Linked DNA regions of Canis lupus: region 2 is linked to region 1. Evidence: chromatin contacts called from public Hi-C data. All regions are on one chromosome and are shown on one strand. The core of a region is the stretch at or near the end of the contact, and the rest is flanking DNA. Distances in the headings are between cores, read along the strand shown. Region 1 overlaps LOC119867311 (a long non-coding RNA gene). Region 2 has its middle 75 kb from the start of DCBLD2.

What was found. A called contact is a pair of places that touch in the nucleus more often than the background predicts.
Region 2: a Hi-C map of skin fibroblasts shows a contact between it and region 1, with 4 times the contacts expected there. The contact joins two enhancer-like sites. A contact is called at or near these places in 3 of 9 Hi-C or Micro-C datasets (amygdala, liver and skin fibroblasts).

The regions. Positions count from the first base shown.
Region 1 is chr33:5,823,031-5,825,783 of UU_Cfam_GSD_1.0, forward strand. It overlaps LOC119867311 (a long non-coding RNA gene), which reads right to left. Exons shown (of 3, transcript XR_005383176.1): 3 at 441-2,214. Among named protein-coding and RNA genes, the nearest start is that of CPOX, 11 kb to the left of the region's middle. Within about 2 kb of position 1,376, at least 3 of the 20 cell types and tissues checked have an H3K27ac peak or open chromatin away from gene starts, as enhancers often do.
Region 2 is chr33:6,138,889-6,141,641 of UU_Cfam_GSD_1.0, forward strand. No RefSeq gene overlaps it. Among named protein-coding and RNA genes, the nearest start is that of DCBLD2, 75 kb to the left of the region's middle. Within about 2 kb of position 1,428, at least 4 of the 20 cell types and tissues checked have an H3K27ac peak or open chromatin away from gene starts, as enhancers often do.

The DNA of each region.
Region 1 (2,753 bases), core at 126-2,625:
AGAGAGTGAATTTGGTGTTTTCCTTTTAGTACCTTCTGTGCACTAAGGATATGAGCCTCCGTTCCTCACCAACAGACTTGTTGGATTGAGCCTTTCAATATTTAAATTGAGTTCCCAGGAGCTGTTAAGGTCTGATGAGACAGACGGTTATCCAGCAATATTTATATAATACTTTTGTGACCAAATTATCAATTTAAGGTAGGGACATTGACATGGAAACAACTTATCCTAATACAGTCCTTAAAATGTGTACATCATGAAATTTGGCTATTTTGTACACAATGATAAAATGTGTAATGCTCCTGTGTATACACTAGAGGACACTCATCTACTATGTTCTGTTTGAACAAAATTGACTACCGTTTTTCAAACCAGTGCGTAGAAGAATCACCTTGGAATCTTGTTTAAAATATGTACCTTTGGGCTGTGGAGGGGCCATGAATCTGCATTTTTAGTGAGAGACTACCTGGGAGCATGGTAAAGAGGGTGGCTTGTGGAACGTGGCTGCTGGACTTGAAACCTGCCTTTGCTGCTTGTGAACGCAAATGATTATTTACCCTATAGGCTCAGTTTCTCATCCAGCAGATGAAGTTGGAAATAGCACTTACCTCAAAAGAGGAAAAGAAAAGAGAAAGAAAAAGAGAGAGAGACAGAGAGAGAAAAAAGAAGAAAGAAAAAAAAAAAAAGAAAGAAAAAGAAAGAAGAAAGAGTGAGCACTTTCCTTTTAAGGTTGTTTTAATGAATGATTAAATGAGTTAACTTAGAACATACAACCTAATGCCTGGCCATAAATATTCATTCTGTTATTAAAGCATTATTTTTAATAAAGACATTCATTGATTTTGTTGTGGGAAGATTTGAGAAACACATGACTATGCTTTAAAGAAAAAAAAATAGCCCTTCTCCTGATACTCTGCAGCTGGGGTGAGACTTCAGGTCCTGACCCTCAGCTGGGTGATATGGGAAGGCAGGAACCAAAGGTGCAGGATGAATGGAGCAAAATAAAGCTGGTCTTCCCTGTTCTGCTAAAGAACTTGTACTTTATTCAGAGGTCGGTGGCAATCCTTTGAAGGAGGCAGAAGGTGGCACGATTGGATTTACATTTGGGATCCTTGGCTCCGCAGCAGAGTGGGGGGTGGAATGTGAAGGGGAGGCTGGAGGCCGCTGGGTGGGAGGGCTCAGGCGGTCCAGCGCTGCTCACCTTGACCCTAAGGAAGAGTCTCCAGAAAGTATTGGGATTGTTCGCGTTACTGACTCTAAAAATAACAATTTTGAACCTTATACATAAATCCTTTCTGTTTGTAACAGAGCCAAGTTTGTAATAAACCACTCTCCCTCCACGCCACCCTAGGAGTTGCATGCACTGTCGAGGATATACGGCACCCAGTAGGCAGGCACCCCAAGTTTCAAGGCAGCAGACCCTGCAAACAGGACTCAGGGGAGCTGTGCAGGCACCGAGGAAAAACTGGCCTGCTCTCCCCTCAGCACCAGAAGCCGAGAAGGGGGTACCTCTGCATCCACGAGCTGAGCCTGTGGATGATGGGGTGGATTGCCAGGAACATGGCAACGTTGCAGGGTCTGACCTAAGAGAAATAAAATTCTGGTCTATCAGGTCCCCTGCCAGGGTCGGTGGAGCTGCCAGGGGAGCAGGGGGTGCAGATGGGAGAACTGGGGCTCAGGCTCCCTCTTGACTCTGCCTGGAATTCACCACCACTGTTCTGCTACTGTCAAATTAGGAGGGTCAACACTGGGGGGCTAGGGGGGTGGAGGACTAGCTACCCGACTCTTTAATACCTGAGGAGTGACTGGGTGATTTCATGAGAAAGGAATTGATCCCTGGGGGCTCCTCTGCAAGGTCCCTTCCTGCCTGTGCACTCAGCCAAGCTTTCTATCTGGTCTCGAAGAAACGTTATCTGATTCTAAGTCTGAAAACACGCAAAATGTTAGGTAGATAAAACAGCTCTTGCCTCTGTTAGGCTCGTTCAGATTGCAGACTCATGGGGTATTATCTTAGACTGTTTAGAGATAGAACCAAATCCAATGGCTTTCAAATTTGTGTCAGTATCAGATCCCTTGAAATGGAATGTCCAACTGCTAGGTGGACAGAAAGCAGAGCTGCTTCTATCGAAGGAGGTTTCTGGTTGGCAGCGCCTCTCCTGGTTGTCATACTTCCCACGCTCTATCATGTGACTTGATTCTTTGAACCTCTAGGACCTAGAAAAGCAAAGCTATGTATGATTAAACCAATTCTTCCATTTGGTGGAGGGCAAAAATGAGTCCCAGAGAGGTAGGTATTATTTGAGTAGGGTGCAGAGGCAATGAGGGTGGGAATGCACAGAAAGAAAACTGAAGGTACTGTACACATTCATGGTAGAAAATAAAGTTTGAGGGCCCCCTGGGGGGCTCAGTGGTGGAGCGTCCGCCTTGGGCTCAGGTTGTGATCCCAGGGTCCTGGAATTGAGTCCCGCATCGAGCTCTCTCTGCCTGTGTCTCTGCCTCTCTCTGTGTGTCTCTCATGAATAAGTAAATAAATTCTTTAAAAAAAGAAAAAGAAAATAGAGTTTGGTAAGGATTTTCTTAATGGTTTATTTGGCATTGGATCAGTGGGTCAAGAAGAAAGACAAATTGAAATGTGTGAGGAGTGAGAAGGTTTAACTCAGATCCGGAGAAGAATTTCAAACTTTGGAACTTTGATGTCTCCTGCCTGGAATGTGTTTGGTGGAGTAAAGCTGATTATCTGTCTAGAGAGAATC
Region 2 (2,753 bases), core at 178-2,677, 320 kb after region 1:
TAAGTGCTTTCTTATTTTGTGGGAGATGTGGGGATGCTGTGATTCCCTCCAGTGTCCTAACCCTTTATGGGGAGGAGCCTCGTGCTTCACAATGCCCAGACATGCGGAAGCTCCAAGTCTCTCTTCGTTGTTGTCACAGCCTTCTTTCCAATATCCTTGGTTGGTTTTGGTTTCACTCTTCAAAAATCCTTCTCTCAATTTTGCCTGCTACTTCCTTCTATTCTATAAAATCCATCCTAAGAATGGCCACATTTATCTAGCATTGACTCTTCTGAGTACTTGACATCCATTTATTCATTTGGCCCCATGACATCTCTCTGGGAGAGCTGTCATGATTATCATCCTCATCTTGAGTGAGGAAATTGAGGCAGAGAGAGGTCAACCACCTCATCAGGGTGGCTTCGTTAATAAGCGGCAGATCCCTGATTCATCCTAACCCCGTGCTCCCAAAGCCCAGCTCTTAAACTCTCCCCTCACTAGCCTTTCCTTCTGTGGCTTATTTTGATTTGTGCCTTTAGGGCAGGATCATTTTAACCCGTCATCGTTAGAAAGCCTTTGATTTTTTTAAAAACAAACCAGAAATAATGCTGAGGGTATTTTGAAGCCTTTTCAACTCTTCCTAGTTGAGACATTTTCTAGCTTCATCACCACGTACAAAACCTTCTCTGCATCCCAAGACTTCCCTTAGGCTCAATATAGGGATTTTAACAACTGCACCACAGTGTTATTAGGACACTCGATATTATGAGAGAACAATCGAGCTCATCCATCTGGATTGCTGTGATGGGGCTTCTTATGTGGCACTCTCGACTCCAGAATCTTAATTTTAATGGTCAGTTAGGGTCCATTCAGTCTAAGAACCTGTACTACCCGGAGGCCTACTTGATTTTAGAACTTGAGAAATAAGAACTTTTTTTCTGAGAATCATTACACTCACCTTCTGTATTTAATTACATACAGATTCATATTCGTATGTGCCACTTGTCAGTTTAGTGCCTCTCAGCTTCAAATTTACTGTCTAACATCTGCTCTGCAATAAACATCTGCTCTGCAATAAAGGACGGGCTGCCTGCGAACACGTCTCCTGTACAGTGAGGAGATGTTCAGCTTTGTCAGTAGAGGGCATGAGAAGGACCTCGCAGGAAGAGCATCTCCTTTGTCCAGAGACTGTAAGATCGGTCAGGTGTATGGGTGTGAAAACAGACAGCTGTGCCCTCCCCTAGCCAGGACCCCAGCATGTATGACCCCTCCGCATCCCCACAGCTCCAGCCCAGCTTGGTGATCACTTTCCTGCACCCTCCCTGACCTCCACCCTGCGCATTGCTGGCCGCCTGCTCTCCAAGTCACCCCCACTCCCTCAGCACCCTAGAGACCCCCTCCCTGGCCACGAGCTGAGGCTCCTTGTGCTCTGCCTGTGTCTGGAGGGCTACTGTGCGAGTCCAGGTGCCCACCCACCAACGGTGGCAAGCCCAGGCCCCAGGAGGCAGCCACCTTGTCTGCCCAGTGACTGCAGACTGGATCTGTGGATCTGGACCAGGCCCATCAAGAAGTTTCTCTGGTATCCTGTGGGCTGTAACCTCATCTTCTCCAGTGAGGTCTGAAGTCAGCCTGGGGGAGGCAGTCCCCCTTCTAACTGTGGTCCTCCTCACGTTTATTCCCTCCATCCCTCAGCTCTGAACATGGCTGGATAATGTGGCACTTTGTTATCTCTCTCTAACCGGAGGGTGCTCCTAGTGTCCTGCTGAAGAGACTCCACTTTCTTTCCCCACTGTTTACAGTGACCCCCCTTTGCAGTGACTCTGAGAGGGGCTTTGAAGGTGGTTTGACTGGGAGCTTTCTCAGTCCCAGCATCTCACATTCGATCAGCAGCTCCCTGACACCACTTCCCATGTAATTCTGCTGCAGGATACAGCTTTCTCTTATGAAATCAGTTTCTTAACCTTTTGCAGGTTAGAGATGCTGGAAGGGGAAGTCATAAGGTTTCCATGCTGGTACTAAGGGGTCAACAGCTAGACACTGTAAAATCTAAGGTTCCCGAAGGACAAATTATGAATGCCTGTCTATGAGAGGTTGCTCTGAACTGAAAATGGCTTATAGTTTCCCATAGGGAGGAACCACTGAGGAACCGTGGGGTTTCCAGAATAAGCTCTGGGTCCGGGCATTTGAGTTGTTAGTCTATAAGGAAAGTTGCTCTTTCCTTGGCTCCTGGAGCTGGTCTCTAACTCAGCCTCACACATCTCCTGATGCCTGACAGCTCCCAGATGACTGTCCTCAGCTTCCCACAGTCGTGTTCCTGCTCCCACAAAAACAATTATGCTGTGGGCAGAGGCTAGCAAGCCCCCCACTGTTCGACATCTTATAAAGGAGAGAAACAAGGAAGAGACCTTCATCTCTTGCTGACACCATAGAAGAATTATGGTGAAAAAAAGGTTATAGAGAAATGATTTTTTTCCCTAGGACAGTATTTCCCTCTGCTGGTGAAAGCCTGCAAGTCCCCCCACCACCCCTCTCCAACGCAGCTTTAAAAGGAAGTAATCAACCAGGATTGTTGTTTCTGTTTTCTAGGGAAACATTTGGTGTTTTCTTGCACATAATATGTTGTTTTTAGAGCCTGACAAACCCTCCAAGGAAATCATGTGTTACCTCTTTCTTTATTTTCTCACATATTCAATTCTGAAATTTTCCTTCCCCAAACAATGCCCTAGTGTCTGGGGAGAGACTGCATGCATTTACCAAATGAGCATTTCTCTCCC